Linked DNA regions of Mus musculus: region 1 is linked to region 2. The links are chromatin contacts, called in public HiChIP or PLAC-seq maps. All regions are on one chromosome and are shown on one strand. Each heading gives the region's core, a stretch centred on a gene start, on an enhancer-like site or on the middle of the called end of the contact. The rest is flanking DNA. Distances are from core to core; before and after follow the strand shown.

Region 1 (6,062 bases), core at 2,242-4,741, 320 kb after region 2:
CCTAGAGGAATGCTAACACCTAGGGTCCAGTTTAAAAGTCTACATTATTTTTAATTTTCCCCTTTTTGATCATGTCTTTTAAAGAAGTCTGTAGACTACAGGGATTTTATTTGCGTGAACAATATATGAGCCTTTGGCTTTTCCTAACATATCTGAATAATGGATGTCTACAATGTCATTGCAGAGATCGCCTTACAGCAGGTTTCCATGTTCTTCCGATCAGAACCAAAGTGGGAGGTGGTAGAACCACTGAAGGACATAGGTGAGAGGCTGGCTTGGCCATCCAGCTGGACGTTATCCCGGCAAAGCTCTTTACTTCTGCGGATCATGGTCCTTGTACCTCCCCACTGCTTCAAGCATTGTCCTTGACGCTGATACCTGTTAACCTTGCTTAAAGCTCTGTCAGAGGACTGGGGTGTGGGTAACATGCAGGACCTCCATTCAGTCCCCAGTAGGCTTTTTCAGTAAGTCTAGATTGACGTTCTGTCCTACTGGCTTTTCTGTAAATGTAGTAAATGTAGTCTCTGTTGTTTTTATAGAGTAGCTTTCTGTATACACATGGTTAAGTGATTGGACCCTATGTAGATAAGGCTAAGATTGACATTTATATCAATTGTTGCAAAAATACTGACACTATAAGCACCTTTCTGCTTTGTGGCAGGTTGGAGGATAAGGAAGAAATATTTCTTGATGAAAATAAAAAACCAACCAAAGGAGCGGCTGGTGCTAAGCTGGGTAAACAGTCTTTTGCTTTCATATATTCCAGGAGGTTTGGGTAGTATATGGAAGAGTTTTGATAGGAGACTCTTAGCACTTTTACTGTGCTTTTTTCAATCCTACGTCAAAAAAGAGTCGTTTCAAATCCTCTGGCTATACAATTGGTCAAGTAATAAATGTTCAGGAGGATATAGGGACAGCCTGGATTTAGGACTGACAGTTTTGAGGTGTGTCCCCCCCACCCCCCAAAGCTATTGGATATTATCTCATCTATTTCCCACTGGGAGTTGTCATGACATACTTGGTAATGGAATTAAATGAAACCCCAGTCATAGCCTGATGTTCATATGTGCACACACCAGTCATAGCCTGATGTTCATATGTGCACACATCAGTCATAGCCTGATGTTCATATGTGCACACACCACCTCTCCAGAAAAGGCCTAGAAGCAGCAAGCTTAATATGATTTCTGTCTTTGGTTTATAATTAAGAACTGGAACAAATAAAGTTAGGGGAAAAGACATGAGGAATTTTTCTTGCAGTGAGTAAAGTGCTAAAGTGCTCTGGTATTTCTTCTGCATTTCCAGGCTGATCTTGGCCCAGACAAGTACTTGTCAGATAAAGATTTTCAGTGTCTAATCAAACTTCTGCCTTCCTGTGTGGTAAGTACAAGTCCTCCCGCTGCCTCACTGCTGCTCAGGGTCAGTGTTCTCTTGAGGGTGAACCTAGATAGGAGACCTGGAAAATACTCTGTGGTCTCAAGAAAATGAAAAGGAACAGTGGCTTTTCACTCAGACCAGAAGTGTGCAGGCTAGTCCCACAGATGTGACGTCCTTTACGCCAGTGTTGGTGACATCTTGGCCCATTAATGATAGCTGTTTAAATGCAGTCTGTATTTTAATCACATATCAGAGTAAGATAGAGACACTTTTCTGAACCTCTTGCTCTTATTGAGCATTTTATCAGTGGGACTCCAAGATCTCTTTCTAGAAGGACACTAACTTCTCAGGGGCTAGGTAAGCTGGGCGAGAGGATGACAAAAGGAGCCACTTTGCTGTCTGAGCTACTTTCCACAGGCTAATGAGCTGGCTTAGAGAGACATGCATTGCTTGGACTAATGGACAGTCCTAATTTAAGGCCTTGGTTGGAAGAACCCACACTGATAGACTTACTTCGTACAGAGTGTCTCAGTAAAGACTGGAGTTTGGCCTATGGCTGGGTTAGTGTTAATTACCTGTTTTCCATACACCAGAATTAATTGCTTTATGGAGTGGCTTGTCCATCGCATTCACCTTTGAATTCATCTTGTTAAAGCAATAAGGCCATGATTTAATGAGGTGTGATCTACATCCAAGAAAAATGCTATGGTCTCGAGTTTGAGTGGTTGTATGATAGGCATTCAAGAACCCAGATTTTTGTTGCTGTTATTTGCAGTAATTGAGTTTGAATCAAGAGCTTTGTATATGCTAGGCAGATGCTCCACCACTGAACTATGCCCCCACCTGTCATTTATCTTTTATTTTAAGATAGGGTTGCACCAAGTTCCCCAGGTTGTCATTGAGCTAACTCTGTGACCCAGGCTGGCCTTGGACTTTTGATCTTCCTGCCCCTGTCTCATAACTCTGGTATTATAGGTTTGAACCACCAGGCACAGTTAGCACCCAGATTTAAAATTACTCATAATGAATGTTTAAAAAAAAAAGACAAGAACAAGAAAGAAGGAGCTGGAGAGACGGCTCAGAGGCTAGGACGCTTGTTCTTGCAGGATACCTGGGTTTGATTTTGAGCATCTACATGGTAGTTCACAGCAATCCGTAATTCCAGTTGTCACGCTTTGCCACTGTCCCCCGTGGGCAGCGGATACATATATAATGTGCATATATACCTGTAGGAAAAATACTCATACTTTATAAAATAAATAAATCCAAAAAAATTAAAACAAAAACAAAACCAACAGCAGTGCTACTGTACCAGTATTGGAGGCAGAGGTAGGGGGGTTACAAAATCAAGACCAACCTGGACAACATAGTGAGACTTTGCCTCAAATAACAAAAACAGCCCCACCCCCATATCCCAACATAGTGCATATAAGAAATACACATTAAGCCAGATGGTAGTGGTGCACTCTTTTAATTCCAGCACCAGGGAAGCCAAGGTAGGGTCTCAGAGTTTCAGGCCAGCCTCATCTACAGAGCAAGTACCAGGACAGCGAAGGCCTACACAGAGAAACCCTGTCTTGGAAAAAAAATATCAGTAAAACAACAACAAAGATATGCACCTTAGCTGGGCTTGGTGGCTCAGTCCTCAAGCAACTCCTTCTAGGTAATGGATTCACATTGGCCCGTTTGCACGTCAGATCTCAGACATATTTTGAATATGTCCTGGTGATAATCCAAGTAAGCTCTTGGATTAGGACTGTGCATTAGAATAAGTAATGAACGTTTCCCCAGGCCAGCGAGTTAGCCTGACAAAGGCAGCTCAGACAGCAAAGGGCTCTTTGTCATTCGCCCGCTCAGGTTACCTAGAGCCTGAGCAGTCAGTCAGGCTTCTTGTCCATGTAACCAAAGTTCCAGGTTTTAGGAGCACATTAAGTCTTTAAAGAATTTGTCTACCTACCTTGCTGGCTGGCATTTGGGTCCCAGCTGCGGAAGACACTGAATCCGCCGCATACTGCAGACTTGTGTAGGAAGTCAGGGAAGTCCACGCTTTGCCTTCCATACCAAAGCACGCTGCTCATGCAGCTCCCAAGTGGATATGCTCCCTGCCTTGGCATCCAAGCAGCAGTGTGGAGTAAGCGGCAAAGCTGTGAGCAGAGACACACTTGGCCTGCTCTCCCACGTAGCTGCTCTGACTGCTGAGCGACTGTTGATTGAGTTCTTTATTGGCTCTTAATTAAAACTCAGCCCTTTTCTTCTCTGCCACCGCGGTTTTGCCTGAAATCTGGATGCACAGAGCAGAGTGAGGGGGCTTTCAGAGACCTCTCATGAGGGGCTTAGCCAAGCAAGGCCTCAGGTGTGGAGCTTGCCCCTCCTTCTTGTCACTTCTCCCCTCCTCCCATCCGAGGGAGAGGAGCTAGTGGATCCTCTAGTCACTTAAAAGTAGCCTGAGTTCAGGAAGTGGCACATCTGCATAAAACTAAACCAGCCACGGGTGCTTGCCTCTCCGGAAAGAGAACATGAATCTAAAAGGCCCTAGATTCTGGTGTAAAGTAACCTGAATTTCTTCTTTTGTTTTGGCAGCACCCTTACATCTATCGGGTCACCTTTGCCACGGCTAGCGAGTCCTCCGCATTGCTGATTAGAGCCTTTAATGAGAAGGGAACTTTGAAGGATCTGATCTACAAGGTACCACTTATAAATCAAGCTGGTCAAGCTTATAGATTTCTTCAGTCCCTTTAGAATCCGTTTTGATGCTTGATATATAAATTTCCAAAAGTTAGGCCCCATGAAATTTTAAAAAATAATTTTCCTCAAGATTATAATTAAGTCGTTTCCCCCCTTAAGCCCCATGAACTTTAATTTTTACATTTTAAGCATAGCATGGTGAGATCCCATGTTCTTGGGAGACTGGCCAGGAGGCTTATGAATTTCAGTCTAACCTGGGTCACATAGTCCCTATCGCAAAAACAAACGGACACAATTAGATCTGATTCGGAAAGACTAGTTTGCTTGAATAGCATGTCTTTCCCATGAGCAGAAGTGGGTGTCTGTCTATTACATGGTAGGCTGCTCTGATGGTGAGTTTGCAAGTTTATACTTTGCATGGAGCAGAGCAGTCCTGGGAAATTCCTACAGTAGGCAAGACTCGGGGATGGCCTAGGGTGAGATGCAGTGTGTCGTCCCTTGGGTACAGGAGAACTAGAGCTCAGACCAGGCTCTTTACCTCAGCTGCAGACTATTGGGTTAACAGCACCAGACCCCATATCCTGTGTGCTGGGGCCCCTGGCTGACTCCTCCTAGAGTCTTTCCTAGCTTTTCAGGAAGCCTGTGGTAAACATTGCCTCCTCTAGCTCTTTATGCATGGTTGATTCTTTTCTAAAGGCAAAACCAAAGGACCCCTTCCTAAAGAAATACTGCAACCCTAAGAAAACCCAGGGCCTTGAACTCCAGCAAATAAAAACATATGGGCGGCAGATATTAGAGGTAAGAGATTTTTGATTTTACTTAAGTTGTTGTTTTAGTTCAGGTGTTATTTCTGTGAAGAGACACTATGACCATAGCAATTCATATAAAGGAAAACATTTAATTTGGGGCTGGCTTACAGTTTGAACAGCTTAGTTCTTTATCAGCACGGCAGGAAACATGATGGCATACAGGTAGACATGGTGCTAGAGAGGGACTGTCCTTACTTGGTGTAGCTTGAGCATATGAGACCTCAGAGCCCATCCCCACATTTCTGCAACAAGGCCACACCTCCTATTCAGACAACCACAGCTGCACTCATATTTCACCAAGAATTACAATTTTAAAAAAGATTTATTTTATTGTGTGTATGTGTCTGCTATATGTGTTGGGGCTGCTGCAGAAGCCAGAAGAAGGTGACAGATTCCCTCACGCTAGAGTGACAGGTGGTTGTGAGCTATCCAGTACGGTTATCAGGAGCCAGACTTAGGCCTTTTAGAAGAACAAGTGACCTTTTTCTGTAGCCTCCTAGAATGACAAATTTCTTAATGGGAAAGTTCTTTTGTACTTTCCAAAATCAGAGACATTGTCGTATTATCTATAGCTTGATATATACTGATATAACTTGATATATTATACTGGATATCATTGCTATATTTTCCCCCAACAAACAAATATTTGATATAAAGGTGACAGTAATTTAGATCTATAAAATTCCAAAAGTTTGGCTGTTAGGTCATCTTTTGGGTTATTTGGCTGATCTTTATCTCTGTGCCAAGATTTGTTTGTAAGCTTCAGTTTCATTGTCTGAATGTGGAGATATAAGCCATGCGGTGTGAGGTCCCTTTACTTAGGGTCCAGGGACTGAACTCGGGCCATCAGGCTTCGATGACAAACATTGCCAGCTACTGATCTGCTGGGACATCTATATATATATATATGTTTGGATTTTTTTGTTTTTTGTTTTGCTTGTTTGTTTTTGAGACAAGGTCTTACTGTGTAGCTCTGACTGGCCTGGAAGGCACTGCATAGACCCAGGTTGATCTCAGATTCAGAGACCTGCCCTGCCTCTGCATGCTAGGGATCAAAGGCATGTGCTGAGATCCCTGACTCCATATGTCTTCTTTACGGAACTATGAAGGCCTGCTCCCATTTGGGTTGGAGATAGAGCTCAAAGGAGAGTGTGTTCTTATTATTCCAAGGCACAAAGTGATCTTCAACAC
Region 2 (6,228 bases), core at 2,028-4,527:
CCCTCCATGGCCTCTGCATCAGCTCCTGCTTTCTGACCTGCTTGAGTTCCAGTCCTGACTTCCTTTGGTGATGAACAGCAGTATGGAAGTGTAAGCCGAATAAACCCTTTCCTCCCCAACTTGCTTCTTGGTCATGATGTTTGTGCAGGAATAGAAACCCTGACTAAGACAGTCTTGTTTTTGATTAGAGTCTCTCACTGGCTGGAACTCACCAAATAGGTTAGTTAGACTGGCTAGCCAGCAAGCCTCAGGGATCTATCTTCCACTTCCCAAGCCCTGGGGGTACCATACCTTGCCTTTTTCTATGGTTGTAGCAATCTTTATTCTTATGCAGAAAGTACTTTACCAACTTAGCTACCTACCTAGCCCCAGGTGTGAGTGAATGTGTGTGCGTGTGCGTGTTTGTGTGTGTGTGTGTGTGTGTGTGTGTGTGTGTGTGTGTGTGTGTGTAGGATAATATTGTTACTGTTTTAGAGACAGAGTCTTGCTAAGGCTAGCCAATGCTGATCTCAAACTCTCAATCCTCTCCCTCTTTGAAATTCAAGGCAGACAGAGGTCTCTAGTAAGTGTTTTAAAGAACAACCCAAAGATGAAGTGCCCCTGTCACCATATCCTGTGGAGGGGAGGTCTGTGGCATCCCGTTGTTCCCCATTCACAGGTGAGGCTGACTTTGACCACAGAGTAAGGGGGATGCTTGCCAGCTTCTTCCACCAACAAGCAACACTGTGCTTGTTACACAGGACCTCAGTCACTGAGTTCACCTCCAACTTGAAATCTGAATTTTACAAATATTAATTTAATTGACTTTAAAAAATTCTAAGGCCACTGTGATATACATGCTGGCAATCTTAGCACATAGGAGGTGGAAACAGGAGGATCAAAAGTTCAAAGGCCATCTTGGCTACATGAGGAGTTTGAGGCTCACATGAACTATATGAGACCCTGTTTGGGGGAGGGGAGCTGCACACGACTGAGCACACTGCAGAAAAGAAAATACCTCTCCCAGGCTGGCGGGATGGCTCTGCGGGTAAGAGCACTGACTGCTCTTCCAGAGGTCCTGAGTTCAATTCCCAGCAGCCACATGGTGGCTCACAACCATCTCTAATGGGATCTGATGCCCTCTTCTGGTGTGTCTGAAGACAGCTAGTGTACTCATAGACATTAAATAAATAAATATACATACAATAAATAAATCTTGAGAAAAGAAAGAAAATGGGTGTATAAGGACTCTGTCTCGCCAACGTAATGTTGGCTATGAATTTGGTTACTGTTTGCTTATGAATCATCCCAGAGGTATTTTATGCACCGACAGGTAATTATATACACATATACAACCTGTATTTATATAGGACCAGAAGCTTTGCCCTATTGTTCTGTACTCGACTGTACGGTTGCATGGTCTAGTGACACCCTGTAGATAGCTGACGTTTCCCTCCAGGAGGAAGGGGTAAGTGAGCCAAGTTCTGTGTGGCAAAGGTCCCCCCACACCCACTCTCAGGAGTTCAATCTGGAGAGATAATTAGATCTGATGTTATGGACAAGGAAAATGGCAAGCAAACGAAAATGAAGTTAAGGATCCAGGTTCGCTCCCTGGGTGTATAAGGACTCAGAAAGCTAAGTCACTAAGATAAACTGTGAGGTGTTCTCCTAGTATTATTACTGTTTCTTCCATACCAAAGGAAAGTATAAAAGCTGGAATGAGAGCAGACACTGGGAGCCTGAACCAGCAGAGGTCAGTGACAAGAGCTTCCTTATAAGGCAGGAAGGACTGTTGGGCTTTCTAGTATCAATCTCCTTGGATTGATATGTTTGCAGTTAATTGCTTTGTGGAAATGAGTAGAGCAAACACCCCACCCAGGGCAGGGACAGGATGTAGATTCTTCAGGCCTGAAATGTCAGGCTGTAGGTCTCACACGATGGGTGTCCCACACCCCAGTTGATTCTGCATGCAGGATGAAGGCTGCCCCCCTCAGTCTGCAAGCACACATCCATCCATTCACCCACTCACTCATCTGTCGTCTACATCTCATATGGCAATTCTACACCAGGTACTCAGCTGTAGTTGAGATCACTCTAGACCTCTTGCTGGGGTATGCAGACCAGCATGGAACAGATATCATTCATGTCAGACACGTATCTTCAGTTTCTTCGAGACCTTAGATCTCCATCTGCTCCTCGACACTGGGGGGCCAGGGGGGAGACAGCCAAGCTGAGCTGAGGGCTACCAGGCTTGGGATGTGGAGAGAAAGGAACTGAATTCTCAGGCAAAGGGAAGAGAAGAGGGACACCGGTCAGTAGGTGCCATGACCCATTTATCCGGCCCTTTCTTGGCCATCATAGTTAAAAAAAATAAAACATAACAAGATCTTCTGGACTAATCAATTTGCCTAATACAGTCAACAGGGTCTTCAAGAGAGTTCTAGGAAGACCTGACTATGGAGAACTGAGGAGATGACAGGGTGAAAAAGGTATCTGTGCCTTGTTTTACCGGCTTTGAAGACAAGAAAGGCATCGTAAGCCAACACATGCACCTAGCGTCTAGAATCTGGCACGGCAAAGGAGCAGATTATTTCCCAGAAGCTCCAGCAAGAAATGCCTTGGGCCAATGAACCCCAGACGGGACATCTAACTTACTGACATGCAAGACAGGAAATCTGTGTTACACCAGCAAAAAACTTCTAATAGCCATAGAAAACAGTTCGTTTTCACTACTGCTACTCAGATGGACGTGGTATTGGACTTTAAGGCTGAGTTCCTTTTCTTTCTTTCTTTTTTGTTTTGTTTTGTTTTGTTTTTGTTTTTTCGAGACAGGGTTTCTCTGTGTAGCCCTGGCTGTTCTGGAACTCACTCTGGAGACCAGATTGGCCTCGAACTCAGAAATCCGCCTGCCTCGGCCTCCCAAGTGCTGGGATTAAAGGCATGCGCCACCACGCCCAGCTCTGAGTTCCTTTTCATTTAGAAATCAACGTGTCTAATTTACGTGCAGACTCTGAGAAAAACACTTTCCTCTCACTGAACCTATAGATGGGTGGCATATTCCCTCTTGACGCAACCATTCCTTCTAGGCTAGTCCCCCGCCTCCTCGTGTGCCCTTATTCTAGGCCTTTCCCAAGTTACTTTCTCCTTGCTGGGCAGTACATCAGGTTGGGGATACTTAGGAAGCACCACCCCACCCTACCCTCCGGCGTAATGCAGGCTTTGGACCGTAGAGGGCGAGCGCAGCTAAGGAGTTCGCTTCTATAGGGTAGAAACGGGGCGGAGCCTCGGGGGCGGGGCGGCGTAGCGCGCAGGCGCCAGGCCAGGCTACTTCGCGCCCGGGGACGGACGAAGGCAGTCCTGATCCTGTTGCGGCTAGTATAGCAGCGCTTTCTAACCCTCTCCCCACTTGCCTCAGTTCCCCTTCCCCGGGCCCTTGGGGCTTTTCATCTCAGTCCCTGCAGCTCGTTGTTTCCGCGTACTCTCTGCCTCCAGGATGCCGGTGACGGAGAAAGACCTGGCGGAGGACGCGCCGTGGAAGAAGATTCAGCAGAACACGTTCACGCGCTGGTGCAACGAGCACCTCAAGTGTGTGAATAAACGCATCGGGAACCTGCAGACCGACCTGAGCGACGGGCTACGGCTCATCGCGCTGCTCGAGGTGCTCAGCCAGAAGCGCATGCACCACAAGTACCATCAGCGGCCCACCTTCAGACAGATGAAGCTGGAGAATGTGTCTGTGGCTCTGGAGTTCCTAGACCACGAAAGCATTAAGCTCGTGTCCATTGGTGAGTGTTGTGGCCAGGCCCTAAATTTGCAGTAATCGGGGGGTATCCGGCAGCGCGCCCCACTGCGCATCGCTTCCCGGGTGTGAGGGAGGGGGAGATGGTCCTGGGATGAGGACCTAGGAACATAGGCCTTTCCGCGGTGCCATCTGTGGGCTGGGACCTGGCGTGATTGCTCGACACGGTGCTCCTGGCGGTGCCGCTGCAGTGTTGGGGTGGGTTAAGCACTCAGACCTTCCAGTCACACCTGGAATTTAATTTGCGGGAACTCCTGGGATTGCTGGGGAAATCGTCTGCTGACCCTAATGACAACGCCGTGGACTCAAGTACCAAATCCCTACTTTACGCTAGCCAGGTGCGCCTAGAGCTGAGTGACCCGCCCGGCTGAAAGGGCGTTGGCTTCGAGTCTGGGCGTGGAGACCTAGGACGCGACCGCGACCGCTCTCTTGCTTAGGATCTCACCACCTAGGTGGAGACGAGGACCTGAGACCCTCCCCTTCTTAGACCGGAATGGGTGTGGGCTCTGAGGTTGGAAGGGGCGTCACAGGGGAATGTCCTCACTTCCTAGCTCTGGCTCAGCGCTGGCCGGTTCCTTCAGGTTGAGATAATTTAGTGGTTGATAATAATTAATGTGTGTAGAAAAGGGCTTGACTGGCGCTGGCTGTGTGGCTCTCTGAGTTATTGACGTCCGGTGGCCTGAGATGTTCTTAGGCCCATTTTACAGAAGAGGGGACGTTTACCGGGCTAATTGACGTTCCCAGGGCCACCTCCAATGTGGTCCAACTTAGAAGTAAAGCAGTCCCCACCCCCTTTTCCTGGGTCTTCCTGAGAGAGTTTGAGTCCTGCTTTTTTCCTCCCGCCTTGGGTGAGAGAATTAAGACCTCGAGTACTTTAGGCTTCTAAAGAGAAAACAGGGCTCTTGAGAATGTGTTTTGTGATGGACAAGGGAGGTGTGTATTATGCCCGGGCTCACTTGTTTGCCCCCGTAGGCATTCGTGTGTGCACATATAGCATCTATTTATGAAAGTTTTTTTTTTCCGTACACAGTGGGTGTGCAAAGTATTATGTAGAGGATGTGTGCACTTCGTGAAAGGGATTCTTAGGGCTGAGGTTTCTTCCTGAGGAAGCAAGGCCATTCTAGTGACTCCAGTGACAGAAAGGAAGGAAGGTGGGTGTGGCTTCTGGGACTTTCTCTAGTGGAAAGGGGTTCCCTCTGGACTGAGCCTCCTCCTGGCCTCGCCCTGGACTTTCCCCACACCTGTGCTGGCAGGTAGATGCGCTTGCTACTTCCTGGGGCCAGGCCGCTAGCTACCAGCCTGCCTCCCAGCAAGCTCTCCCTCCCAGGGGTGGGTTCTCAGTGGAGGAAGCTGCCAGGGGTGCATCACATGGGGGGTGGGCATCTCTTTTATTGAGGAGGGAGGACCTCAGAATTCTACAGGAACTCTACTTTCCTATGAAGAGTGATTTTCAAAGCCTGCCTGGCTGAGCTGGACTTGCCTTCATCCATTGTTTTAAATGCTATATGTATTTCATTAACTCAACAAAGAAAATTAAATTAAACCAGGAGTTAAACCTGACAGAACTGCTTTTAGAAGAAGAAGAAGGAGAAGGAGGAGGAAGAGGAGGAGGAGGAGGAGGAGGAGGAGGAAGAGGAAGAGGAGGAGGAGAAGGAGAAGGAGAAAAGAAAGAAAAGAAATCACAGCCCCAGAAAATCAAGGACTTCCTAATTGACTAGCTGTTTACTCGTGGGCTGCTGCTCCCAGCCATGCTCCTCCAAGCTTGTGGGTCTCATTCTGGCCTTGCCTGGTGGTCCCTCACAGTTTTCTAATTGGTCCTCATGATTTCCACTCGAACCTGCTGAGGCCTGAGCCCCCCATTGCCTAACATCTCACAGTTATCTTCCATTCATCTGTTACCCATGGCCAGCTGTGTCAGTAGTCCTTCACAAGTTGTACTGTTTGATTTGTCTCTTTAAAATACTTCTTGGATCATATTCCCCAGAGTAGTATTCCTAGGTTAGAGGGTGTGACCACATACAACTCCTCCCTAGCCTCCCTATTGCTTTCCAGAAAGATCTCTCAGCAAACAGGTTTTCCAGCCTCTGGAGACCTATCCATCTTGCCAGGGGCCCAGACTGCTGCAGGAAGAAATGGAGCCTAGGCCTAGGGATAGATGTCATAGGTAATGACCAGCCCAAAAAAAATGTCATCTGGCTTGGACCTTGGTTCGCGTGTGTTGTCTTGTGCTTGCCATGACAGTTTTTACTAGGGCCACCCACTGTATGTTCTGTTGACTGTTCCCATTGAATAGCCAGGATAATCAATCAATTGATATCAATTAATGTCCTTCTGATAATGATCTTCTCTAACAGTCCCCTAGAGGGTCAGGCAGGGGTTGAGTTCTGTCCTAGGCTGCCACATGTTACTTAGAAAGCAGTTGCTGTTGTTAATGATGCTGTTGTTAGTAT

What was found. HiChIP or PLAC-seq counts read pairs in DNA pulled down with a chosen protein or histone mark.
Region 1: an H3K4me3 HiChIP or PLAC-seq map of embryonic stem cells shows a contact between it and region 2, with 20 read pairs. The contact joins the enhancer-like site here to the promoter of Flnb in region 2. A contact is called at or near these places in 2 of 39 promoter capture datasets (cranial neural crest and maxillary cranial neural crest), 1 of 115 datasets of contacts at active chromatin or transcription factors (embryonic stem cells) and 2 of 9 other capture datasets (adipose tissue and liver).

The regions. Positions count from the first base shown.
Region 1 is chr14:8,136,685-8,142,746 of GRCm38.p6, forward strand. Pxk (PX domain containing serine/threonine kinase) reads left to right here. Exons shown (of 18, transcript NM_145458.4): 5 at 185-262; 6 at 662-735; 7 at 1,306-1,380; 8 at 3,958-4,062; 9 at 4,759-4,860. Among named protein-coding and RNA genes, the nearest start is that of Pdhb, 33 kb to the right of the region's middle. Within about 2 kb of position 3,492, at least 29 of the 459 cell types and tissues checked have an H3K27ac peak or open chromatin away from gene starts, as enhancers often do. A contact at or near this core is called in embryonic stem cells, where this site is marked.
Region 2 is chr14:7,814,680-7,820,907 of GRCm38.p6, forward strand. It overlaps Flnb (filamin, beta), which reads left to right and starts at 3,278. Exons shown (of 46, transcript NM_134080.1): 1 at 3,278-3,764. The coding sequence starts at 3,473.